Linked DNA regions of Mus musculus: region 1 is linked to region 2. The links are chromatin contacts, called in public HiChIP or PLAC-seq maps. All regions are on one chromosome and are shown on one strand. Each heading gives the region's core, a stretch centred on a gene start, on an enhancer-like site or on the middle of the called end of the contact. The rest is flanking DNA. Distances are from core to core; before and after follow the strand shown.

What was found. HiChIP or PLAC-seq counts read pairs in DNA pulled down with a chosen protein or histone mark.
Region 1: a contact with region 2 is called in an H3K4me3 HiChIP or PLAC-seq map of bone marrow-derived macrophages, with 2.5 times the contacts expected there. The contact joins two enhancer-like sites. A contact is called at or near these places in 1 of 484 Hi-C or Micro-C datasets (cerebral cortex) and 4 of 115 datasets of contacts at active chromatin or transcription factors (bone marrow-derived macrophages, large pre-B cells and memory CD8 T cells).

The regions. Positions count from the first base shown.
Region 1 is chr2:19,297,839-19,303,888 of GRCm38.p6, forward strand. It overlaps Armc3 (armadillo repeat containing 3), which reads left to right. Exons shown (of 20, transcript NM_001081083.2): 17 at 68-115; 18 at 2,634-2,831; 19 at 5,958-6,050. Among named protein-coding and RNA genes, the nearest start is that of 4930447M23Rik, 43 kb to the right of the region's middle. Within about 2 kb of position 2,748, at least 126 of the 459 cell types and tissues checked have an H3K27ac peak or open chromatin away from gene starts, as enhancers often do. A contact at or near this core is called in bone marrow-derived macrophages and memory CD8 T cells, where this site is marked.
Region 2 is chr2:19,056,245-19,062,673 of GRCm38.p6, forward strand. No RefSeq gene overlaps it. Among named protein-coding and RNA genes, the nearest start is that of Gm33592, 53 kb to the left of the region's middle. Within about 2 kb of position 3,232, at least 58 of the 459 cell types and tissues checked have an H3K27ac peak or open chromatin away from gene starts, as enhancers often do. A contact at or near this core is called in bone marrow-derived macrophages and memory CD8 T cells, where this site is marked.

The sequences.
Region 1 (6,050 bases), core at 1,498-3,997, 240 kb after region 2:
GGGACTAAAAATGGTTTGTACTTACTAATAGCAATTGAAGGAATCTTTGATTTTTTTTTCAAAATAGTAAAAAGAAAAGTAGACTTCAGTTGATTTGTTCCTCTTACCTTCTGTGGTAAGTAATGGGTAAAGATAAATAATTCCCACCCCCAGTTTGCTTCATTGAAACATAAGCCCAAAATTTGAGAATTGCTTAAAGTAGGTGCTGCTCCTGCCTGGTCCCAGGCTAGCCCCATATTCTTGGCTTATTTGAATCTGGAACAAATTAAGTTCCTGTCCATTAGGCAATGAATTGTTTCAGAAGATCTACTGCTTAATGGTAACATTGTGAGAGTCTAGTCTCCTGAACACAGGACAAAGGAGCTGCATCTGTACATACAAGGAAGGGTGTGGCAAGTTCACCTAAAGTGACAGTCCCCACACCTTAAAACTCATGTTCTTATTTACATGCCACTAGTGACTAGGTGACAGAGTCATCTAGAAATCTTGAAGTGTAGAACCGAGGTCAGTCAGAAAGAGGGAAGGAGCGACAGAAGCACGTAGGACACTGCGCAGGTCTGTGGCTGAGCTGAGGAACACTACATAGCCCACACTGTCCTGTTCTGACCTACCTGGACCCCTGAGACTCGGTCTTTTTATTAACTCTGAAATACTCTTGTTCCAACACCACCCAAGCATATTTCAACAAACCTCTTGATGTTACCCCACACGAGTATGCCATAAGAGTCTCATTTACTGCAGTTGCCCCTTGACAATTATTAAGAGAAAACATTTCTAAAGCTGAAAATACCATTGGAGGGGCCATTAGAGTATGGGTCAGCTGTGAAGTGGGAAGGCTGAGCATCGCCAGAGACTCTTGCATCCTTTAAGTTTTTTTTTTTTTAATTCCTTGCAAAGGGGCTGTAGTGACAATCTAGAGAGAACTTCCCCTCCCTCTCAGAGGATATGTTAGTTGGTTTTCTGCCAGCTTGAGTCTTCAGGGAAGGCAGAACCTTAACTGAGAAAATGATCTCAAGCAGATGAGCCTGTAAGCAAGTCTGAAGAATATGTTTTTTTATTAGTGATTGATGTTGAAGGACTCTGCCCACAGTAAGTAGTACCATCCCTGGAGTCCTGGGGTGTATGAGAGAGCCATGAGGAGTAAGCCAGTAGGCCTCATACCTACATGGCTTACATTTCAGTTCCTGCCTGAAGTTCCAGCCCTGACTTCTTCCCTCTGTGATGTAGTGTCACCTGAGAGATGTAAGCTGAAACCCTTTCCTCCCCAGCCAAAGTTCTGTTGGGTCAGCACTACCTAAGGCAGTCACTTGCTCTTCTGTCAGTCCTTCCATCCTTTCAGCTAGTGCCATCCCCTGAAAAAAGGCTGGTAAAGTAATCCCAAGGAGTACCAGGGACAGAGAAGACATTATCTATTAGCAGGAGATACTGAAAGTAATTATAACATACGGGGCTGGAGGTGGGTCAAAGGTTTAGGACAAGCTATTTGCAGGAAGGGTACCCAACAGAAAATGGATTCAAGGAATTCAGCAGCTAGTGCCTAGTGTTAGCCAATGGAAGTGTATGAAGAGCAAGCTTTTCCACCTCCCATGCTAGGGATAATTGGTGTAAACGTGAATAACTACTCACGCAGATGTAAGCAGAGTGCCCAGAGCAATTGAAGTCTTTAATTAGCCGGGCAGTGGTGGTGCACACCTTTAATCCCAGCATTTAGGAGGCAGAGGCAGGGGCAGGGGCAGGCAGATTTCTGAGTTCATGGCTTGCTTGGAGTGAATAGTGAGTTCCAGGATGGCCTGGGCTACACAGAGGAAAATTTAAAAAAAAATAAAAGAAAAAAGAAAAAAGAAAAAGAAAACGATACAAGCAACAAAGTTTTAAATTAACATGCCACAAAATGTCTTTCTGTTTAAAATGCTACAGAATTTTAAAGAGGGAATTTGTGCAGCCATTGACACCACAGTCAGAATAGAAAAAAGCTCAGCCAACCCAGAGTCCTGCCCTGATACTGCAACTCATTCTTTTCTCTGGAAAAAAGAACGAGACCTGGTGGTGGTTTTTCTGTTATTTTTGCCTTTCCAAGGTCTTACTATGTAGCCCTAGTTAGCCTCGAACTCACTTGTAGACCAGGCTGACCTTGAATCCACAGTAATCTGCCTATCTTTGCCTCCTGAGTGCTGGCATTAAAAGCATGGACTACCAGGTCCAGCCAAGAATGACTTTGATGGGATCATTCGTGTGTTACATCTGATACTGATGTTTTCCAGCCAGCATAATGCCTTTGAGATGCTTCCAAATTGTTCTGTGCATTGGTAGCCTATCCCTTTTTACTCTTAACCAGTATTTTATTGTATGGTCTTAACACTATATACCCATCTCTTATCAAAGGACATTTGAATTGTCTCTATATTTTTAATTTAAATTAACTTTTAATATAGATGCAAAATAATGAGCTTTGTCATAGCATTTGCATATATACATACATACATACATACACACATTGTATTTTGTTTTAACTAATTTCCCTCCCCGATTACCCTTTCCTTATTTCCCTGAGGCTTCTCAGATTGACTCAGAGCATAGTTAGTATTTGGACATTTCGACAGGATATGGGGTTTTATTATTGCTTACTTTCAAAGGAAAGGGAAAGGGAAAAAAGAAGAAGAGAAAGTGAAAGAGGAAGAAGAGATCCTGGCACTGCCCAAGTTCACGGAAGGCAGCCCTGAGAAAGAGTGGAACCCTCCTCCTGACCCTGAGTTCTGTGTGTATGTGCTGGAGGTGACCAAGTCGATACTGCCCATTGTCAACCTTAAGGAGCAGATTGAGGTCCTTGCCAAGTGAGTCTCTCCCCTCTCCCTCTCCTTCTCTCTCTGTATATCTATTTTAATTTCAGATTTTTAAAAAAAAAAACTTACAGTGGTTTGCTTTTCTTTAAAGTTACTTTAAAATAAAACCAACAAAAGAAGCTGCAATGGTTTACAGCGCCCGTGCTCTGCCTTCCCGCAGAAGCACAATGACTCACACACGGGTGCTCTTCTTTTTTGTGTGAGTCAGAGTTGAAATCGCTTAGAGACAAACACCTGGTTTTTGCTTTTGCTTTTTTTTTTTTTTTTTTTTTTTTTTTAGCTAAGCTGTTAAGACACATCTTTGGTATGATCTTAGAGAGGTAGTGAGTGAATGAATCTATGTTTAAAAACCAAATTGTTCCTTAAGTGTATGAGGTACTCAGCATTTAAAGGCATCCTATTGTGAGTTCTCTCTAACCCCCCTGCTGTTTGTTTGTGTTTTGTTTTGTTTTAATACACATTTCCTTTTCTAATGGGTGTCCGCTGGTTCATTTGCTATTTCTCGGGAGTGGGCTGTGGGCACTCTGAGAGCTTGCTGCTGGACAGAACAAGCCCTGTGTAAGCCTCAGAAGTTGCTCTTCTTCACTGGGCTCCTTCCATAAACAGAGGCTGAGGCCCTGAGCAGGTCTCTAAGGGAGCAGGACTGAAAATGGGGACGGGCTCCATGATTGGCACAACCCAGCAGGTGAACTGCTGGCTTTAGCACCAGCCACAGTGGGGGCTCAGTCAACTGCAGGTGGGAGTCGAGTAGCTGTCCTCAAACCCGGAAGTGACAACTGTAAGCCTCTCAGCTGACAGATCCCCGACTTCTGTCAGACAGGACTGGGGGAGATTCAGTGCGGTTGGCTCTAGAAGGATTTCCTGTGTCCTTGAGGCTTGATGGCTCTGACTGGAGAGTCTTGTAAACACTTGTGCAGTACTTCTCAACACTGTGTTCTAGCGGAGGCTCCACACATCACTTCTGAATCAGCTTACATTTAAACAATAATAAGGAGCAAGACAATGGCAGAGGTCTGTCCAGCTGCGGGATGGGCTGTCACTACAGGTGGGGTGACTGCTCGCCTCCACCTCCCTTCCTCATCGTCCTTTGTTTTGGTTTAGTTGCACTGTTTTGTTTTCTTCTTGTGTGTTTTTAAATTTTTATTTATTCACTTTACAACCCAATAACAGCCCTTCCTCTCCTCCCAGTACTCTCTCACACAATCCTACCCCATTCCACTTCACTTTTGAGAAGTGGGAGCCCCCTCTGGGTGTCACATCCCACCCCCCACATCAAGTTGGGCGGGAGTAGGACTAGGTGCATCCTCTCCCACTGAGGCCAGGCAAGAAGGTGCTTTTAGGGGCCAGGTATCCACAGGCAGGCGGGTAGGCCAGCAACAGGTTCAGGGACAGCCCCTGCTCTAGTTAGGGGACTCGAATGAAGACCAAGCTGCTCATCTGCTACACAAGTGCAGGGAACCTAGGTCCAGCCCAGACTCGCCCTTTGGTTGGTGATAAAGTCTCTGGGAGTCCCCAAAGGTCCAGGTTAGTTGACTCTGTTGGTCTTTCTATGGAGTCCCTGTCTTCTTGGGTCCCTTAATTCTTCTCCCAGCTCTTAGTAAGATCTTCCAAGCTCCGTCTAAGGTTCGGGTGTCTCTGCATCTCTTTCCATTGACTGCTGGGTGGAGCCTCTCAGAGGACAGATATGCTAGGTTCCTGTTGGCCAGCATAACAGAATATCCTTAGTAGTGTCAAGGATTGATTCCTGCCCATGGAATGGGTTTCAATTTGGGGCAGTCATTGGTTGACCATTCCCTCAGTCTCTGCTCTATCTTTGTCCCTGCACATCTTGTAGGCAGGACACATTTTGAGTCAAAGGTTTTGTGGGTGAGTAGCTGTCCTAATCTCTCCACTGAGAGTCCTGCCTGGCTACAGGAAGTGATCACTTCAGGATCCATATCCCCCACTGATAGGAATCTCAGCTAAAGTCACTTCCATAGACCCTGTGGGGCCTCTTCCTATCCTAGGTCTCTCTGGCAGGTGAGAGAGATTGCCCGTCCCTCCCACTCCCACCATCTTCCTTCTCTCTCCCTGTTCTCCCTACATCTGAGCACCCCCCCCCAAAACCCCCCATTTAGGGTTTTTAAGGCATTATTCTTCACAGTATAGCCAAAGACCAATCTTTCCTTTAACTTTTCAATTTTTCTCCCCACCATATGTTCTTAGTTATACAGAAATTTTAGAGATGTTTGTTGACATTATCATAGGAGATAGTATTTTGGGGGTGGGGATACAAAACAAAGTATCACAATTTCTCTCTCCCACACACCTGCTACCCTTGAAGTACATTTTTCTTCCTCCTCCTCTTCTACTCTCCTTTGATGTCAGTGTTATATAATGCCATATCATTCTTAATCCAAAAGATAAATTCTAAAAGAAAAAAAGTCATGAAATTTACAGTGGGCTACTCCAGTGCACTGTACACTGGTCAGGCTGGAGAAGCCTCACAAGGGCTAGGCCAGCCTTGGCCACGTGCTGAGACCTTCTCTCACAAGAATAGAAAGAAGAAAGCTCACCAGTTAGTAAATGCCTCAACTTTCAGACTAAAATACTCCCCCCACTGTTCAAGACTAAGATAAAAATTTAAAACTATGGGCTGGTGAGATGGCTCAGGGGGTAAGAGCACCCGACTACTCTTCCAAAGGTCCGAAGTTCAAATCCCAGCAACCACATGGTGGCTCACAACCACCTGTAACAGAGATCTGATGCCCTCTTCTGGTGCATCTGAAGACAGCTACAGTGTACTTACATATAATAAATAAATAAATAAATCTTTAAAAAAAAAAAATTTAAAACTACATTTATATTCATTTGGCCTATGTTATGTCCACTGGTATCTTAGCATTCATTTTCTTTATTGTGTTGAATCAAATCACCAGGATTCCAGTGTGTATATGTGTCTGTGATTGTCTCAGTACAATAAGCATGCTGATTTTTTTCCTGCAGGTATACTTATTTTTTTTTAAGTAAAACAAATAAAAAACCAGAGGAAGTGTAGTTTTTACATGTGCAATTATATATATAATCATCTAAAGTAAGTGATTAAAACTGTTTTTCATCTCAATGTAATGAGCACAGGTATGTGGCAGATAAAATGGGCGGTAAGATTCCAAAAGAGAAGCTAGCTGATTTCAGCTGGGAACTTCATATAAGTGAGTTGAAATTTCAACT
Region 2 (6,429 bases), core at 1,982-4,481:
GGGGTGTCCTCTTTAGAAATGAACAGTCCAGACAGTGGTGGCCTTGGTGAAAGCTGGCTCCATCTGATTCCAAGCAGGGTTGGTGACTGTACCTAACAGACTTGGGCTCCTCTGTAGAAGTCTTCAGGGATCTCTTCCATGCTCAGACAGCTGGCTTCAAAGTAGGCAACAGCTTAAAGTGCTCATGAGGCATAATTTCTTCACTACTCAGTAGTCCTCCCTGGAGGCTGGCTCCTCCTGTCTTGTCTCTGCTCCGTTGACGGCATCTTTCTCCCTGTGTTACCATTACTGGTTCATTTCACTCATTTCATGTGTGTCCTACTTCTGTAGACTGAGTTGCATGGTCAAGAGCACTGATTATAGGCCCATTGCCTAGGTTAACACTGCAGGTTTTTCTTCTGCTAACTACAAAGCCACAGTACTTAATGTCGCCAAGATTCTGCCTAGCTCTGTGTGTGTGTGTGTGTGTGTGTGTGTGTGATCATAATACTTCCTTATAGCATTGCTGTGAAGATTGAATGAGGGTATGCAGAGTAGTTAGAAGTGTGACAAACCCGGGAAAGCACACAGTAAAGTTTAGCATCACATCATCACGATCTCCTCTCCCTCCTCCCCCTCTTCCTCCCCTTTCCTCTCCTTTCCTTTCCCTTCCTGCCCTTCCTTCTTCCCCCTCTCTCCTCTTCCTACCCTCTCTTTCTCCTCCCTCCTCCTCCCTTTCCTCCTTTTCCTCCTCTCCCTCTTCTTTTCCCTTCATCCTCCCTCTCCTCCTCTCCCTCCTCCTCCCCCTCCTCTTCCATCATTCTAATTATTTGCATTTCAAGGCCTTGTACATGCTTAGCTCTGCCACTGAGCTACAGCCAAAATCAGTGGGTTTCTCAGCTTGCCATTTTGATAAGGAAGATGGTTTTTACTTTCACCAAAGACAGAACACCTGCCATCACTTTCAGCCGTAACCCAGGCCTTGTTCTTTTCAGAGACTCAAATTGCCAGAGCGTTTAGGAGCTGGGAGCAATGTGAATTTTACAAGCTGGCTTCGTTCACTTATTGGTTTGCTTTGTGACACCTCCCTATGCAGCCCAGTCTGGCCTCAAACTCCTGATCCACCTGTCTCAGTCTCCTCAGAGTCTGGTATTACAGGCTCGGGAGATGGGAGATGATTGACTGAGAGGGGTGGGAATATGTGTGACTGAATAATAATAATAATAATAATAATAATAATAATAATAATAATAAATGGTCAAGCTTTGTTTCCCATTTAGACACTCTGTATACACGTATATCAGAATTCCTCTTTGACAGCTCTGTTAGTTAATAGGCAAGGAGGATTTTCTCAGGCAAGACTTACCCTACTGCTGTGGAAGAGAAAGCCAAACCATTCCTATTTTTGGCTTTGTGCTTAGAAAAAGGAACAAGTTGCTTGTTTCAAGAAACTAACAGAAATATTAAACATTTTCCCTCTCTATGTCTCTGTCTGTTTCTCTGTAACTCTGTCTCTATGTTTGTGTCTGTCTGTCTGTCTGTCTCTGCCTGCCTGTCTCTATGTCTCTGTCTCTCTCTCTTTTTCTGTTTCTGTCTCAGAAAGGAACTCATTTAACAGAGAAATAGCCCAGGGTGTCCCTTGGTTCACTACATTTAGGCTAACACCATCTCCAGTCACTCTTCACTCTGTACCACGTCTTTCCTTCCCACCCCGGATCTATAAGAAGAAGCAGGCAGCAACAGGAAGCCACTGCATCTAGCCATTCACTTTTCTGCTCTTGTCTGGAGCCCACGTCACTACTGTGGCTGAGGATCCCCACCACAGAGCACCAGATGAGGTGTGGGTCCCTGTGTGGGTCAGTGTGGGGTGCTGGCTGGTCTGAACTGGTCTATTCACTGAGGAGGCACATGATGGCAGGATGTGATTTTTGGATCCTCTTCCCAGTCAGGCACAGCCGCACCTCTTCCTCACACCCTTTTGCTGTTGGTTTTAAGTGCTGGGGGCGGAATCCAGAGCTTTGCACAGCCCCAGGCAAGTCCTCTTCCACTCCAGGGTCTGTCAGAAAGGAAGCATCCATCCCTTCTGAGATCTACCTCGTACAGCCGTCCCTTGGCATCAGTATTCAGATTTTCCATATCACATACTGAGTGCCGTTCTTGCCTCTAATTTTTCCTCTCAGTCTCTTGAGGAACATTTCTGAATCATCTCTCATGTATCTGTCTTCATTTCTCTTCTGCAGTTGTGAAAAGCCCCCCTGCAAACGCTCCTCATGCCGAGGCACCATGTTAGGGCTTGGAGCCTTGCCCTAGGAGGGAAGTGGTGGTTGATTTTAGTCAAAGCAAACAAACTCTTTCCACTAGAAGGAAACAAAGAACAGTAATAAGTAGCCACACATACATCATAAAGAATTGACTCCACCTATGTGTTTTTTTATGTCAAACAGCATCCCAAAGCTTGGGCCAAGCACTGAGATTGGACATGAAAGCATTCCTGTTTTGAATGGTCACATATAAGAAAAAGTATTATTTTGTGTCTATCTCTTAAAAAGCATTTATTTTGTGTCTACCTTGTTTCAGGTGCTAAGAAGAAAACGAAGATGTGCTCTATGGGTGCAGGTGATGCTGGGAAGCAAGGGGGCACCTGTTGTACAGGTTCTGCTCTCAGAACAAAGGTCAGGGCTGGAAAGGAGCAACCTGGAATGCAGGAGAATGAAGTGGAAGTGTGGACTGGGGAAGGAAGAGGGGCAGGTGACAATCTAAGATAGGCAGGAAAAGCAGAACCAAGGAGACTGAGAAATAACAGACCATGGCAGAGAAAGAGAAACAAAATAGAGGTGGGCAAGACCCAGGGCAGGGCAGAGACGTTTATGTGCACAGGGAGAGAGGAGTCAGGCCACTTTGAGGTTATGGCTGTTATTATGGTTGCGTTTCTGTGATTGCTCTAGTGCAAGGCCAAATAATGTGTCCAATGTCACAAGGAGCAAGCATCTTCTCTGGTGGGAAGACAACTGTCTTTGTTACTTTTCTGTTAGTGTGATAAAAGATCATGACCAAAAACTACTCAAGGAAGAGTTTCTTTTGGCCTATGGCTCCATGGTCCAGAGAGTTTGAGTACTCCATGGCAGACAAAGCATGGTGTGGCGGCAGGAGCAAGAAGTGGGATGATCCCGTTTTCATCATCACACACAGGATGCAGGAAGCAGAGAGCAGAACAGGAAGTAGGGCAAGGCTACAAACCCTCACAGCTCACCCCAAGTGATGGACTTCCTCTAGCAAGGTCCTCAAGCTTCCTCAAACAGCAGCACCTACTGGGGACCGAGTGTTCAAATACATGAGCGTCTGGGGAGGCTTTCATGTTTAAATCACCACAATAAATAAGTGGATGCTGACAATGGTGCCAGAGGGCAGCTCGGCCTGCTGTTGACAGGCGAGATATAAGAATATAAACAACTAAATGCCATCTGATAACCACTGGTGTGTGTATTGTTGAGAGCTCCAGCTGACATGTGGAGCTCTGGAGGCAAGCTCTCTGTCTATGAACGCTGACTCTGCCACTTGCTCTGTGTGGTGTTGGACATGTAAGTTTACCTTGAGTATCTTAATCTTCATAAAGTGGAGACACTACAAGCATCTTTTTTACCCAGGAATCACAAAGACTAAGACAAAACTGCACATGTATAGTACTGTACGTTCAGCGTGCACTAAGCTGTGTCACTGTTTCCCAGTGCTATGGAAGCACAGAACAAGACTCCATCTATTCCATGTAGTGAGCAGGGCTTAGCACATTGTACAGGAATCATGTAACCAGATCAAAACAGGCAGAGGAAAAAAAGGAAAGAAAATCTTGTTGAAAAGTGAGCACAAATCATAACAAGGGAAGTAAATGTGAATGAAATTGAAGAACGAGTTTGGTCTACAGCTGCCGGACACTTGAAAAGCCCTGGCACAAAGACACAGACTTCTGAGGTGCAAGTCTGCCTTTCATTACTTTTACTTCTTGAAAAATATTGTGATCTAGGTCATGACTACAGACAAAAGTCAGTTATTAACTTCAGTGGGAGGAGACGCTATGATGGATTTATGATGTGTTTTTGGCTTAGCTTCCTATTCCCTGAGCAATTTGCTGGGCTTTGCTAATACCTTCATTCTTCCGTATGGCCCTTGTATATCTGGCATGTCATCGCAGCCTCCTGGACAATTGCTTTAACTGCATTGTGACTTAACTAAATTGGGCCATTTGCCCGTGTCAGCGAATCAGTAAGAAGCAGCCCAGTGTAATTCGTCATCCATTTACTGTAAGGACACTGTTGGAAATGGCCTTCATTATGTGGCAGTGTGTTCTTTTTATGAAGATCCTTATGAGGCTGTCTTCATAGTCTTAATTTATACGAAGAATATTGCACTTCACCTGGCAAATGGCTCTATTTTATAATGTAGGCACTGCATTCTTGCTGGGCCCTTGAAGTGATTGCTGGGAAGCTTAGAATAGATTCAGAGCTCAGTCTAAGCAGGCACAGTGCATTTCAGGTAGTAGGGTAATTCCAGGCCCTACTTAAACTCCCATCCCCCGTTACTTTCCTTATGCATCTGTTACTCATAGTCTTTCCAAGCCACACTCAATTTTTTTTAAATGTGAATGTGTATGTGCATGTGTGTGTGTGTATATGTGCATTATGTGTGTGCATGCGTGTGTATGTGTGCATTGTGTGCATGTGTGTATATATGTGTGTGTGCATGTACGTGTGCGTGTGTGTGTGTGTGTGTGTATGAGAGAGAGAGAGAGAGAGAGAGAGAGAGTGTGTCGTGTGTGTGTGTGTGTGTGTGTGTGTGTGTGTGTGTGTGTGCCATGGTGTACCTGCCTGTCCCCCCTACAGTCTTGTTTGGGGACAGTTCTCTTTTGTTGTTAGCTATTGAATACTTCAGACTCACTAGCCTGGGAACTACTGGAGCCTCCTGTCTCTGCTTCCCACTCACCTTACAACACTGGGGTTACTGCTGTGTGCTACTATGCCAGTTTTTATGTGGATTCAAACTCAGCTTGTCACATCTGTATGGCAGGGGCTTTCCCCGTGGAGACATCTCCCTGGCCCCTTAATACATTTCAGTGTAGAATGGTAGCATATATGAGGCCTAGAACTGAAGGGCTCCCCTTTCAGATCGGCTTCCACTGAACACACAACCCTGAGTAGGGTAATTGTTTGGAATTGGAGAGTCTCCTTAAGTCCCGCATGTTTAAGTCATGATTTCCAGGCCCTTGCAATGTTTGTAGATGGTGAGATCCTTAGAAGGTAGTATCTAGAGGAAGGAAATTGAATCATCAAGGGAATGGCCTTGAAGGGGATTTGGAATTCCAATGTTTTCCTTTTCCTTTAATTCCTGGATATTAAGGATGATTTCCTCTGCCACGCTATGATATGTTGCCTTGCCATGGAGCTAAAGGCAACAGAGCCAGGAAACCAATGGTGGAGCCTCTGAAATCATGAGTTGAAACTTGTCTTTCTTTCTTATAACTTAAGTTGTCTAAGTATTTGTTACAGCATTTGAAAGCTAACTGACATTTTTATAGTGCCAAGCCTCAGTCTTCTCATATACAAAATGGGTATAATAAATGTTAGCTCATAGAGTGTTATAAGGATTAAAGTCATGAGTCTGAGTTGGGGCCTGGCACATAGAGAGCACAGGACTGTTGAACCCAAATGCAATATCAAACACATATGGAGACAACCTAATTTTAATTCTTATAAAATTAAAATAGTAGCAAGGTGTGGTGATACACATCTATGTTTTCAATGCACAAAAGGCATAGGCAGGAAGCTTCAGGCCAGACTGAGCTACACAGATAATTCAAGGCCATCAAGGGTGTGTGGCAGACCTTGTCTCAAAAAAACAAACCACAACAAAAAAGGGAAAACAAAGTAAATCAAATTAAGACAAAGCAAATAAAAAAGCAGGGCAATAAAACCCAACAGCTAGTCCTTGCAGGCTTATTTGAGATCCCAATGTCTTAATATTCATGACCAGGAGCCAATTTCAGGAAATATATTTTCAGATGTTAGCGGCTCTCATCAGCTGAGTGCTGATCTTGAAATGCACATCAGGAAGAGATGGCTGAGCATTGTCATGGCACCTTCTTGTCTGCTTATCTGCTACTACACATAGAAACTCGTGTTCTGTCCTAAGTCTGCCTATTTACATAGCAATTCTAGCCACGTTAGTGAGATGTGGAAGTCTGAAATTTAAATGAAACAGTGCATAGAAAATTTCAGAAAGGAATTTTCCAAGGCAACAAAAAGTAGTTCTTAGCAACATGAAAAACAAAACAAAACAAAACAACAGCAACAACAACAACAACAACAACAACAACAACAACAACAAAACCAACAGAGGCCAGGTTAGATGGAATTCTACAATGAACACAAGAGGAGGTCAAGCACAGCGTTTCATTTTTAA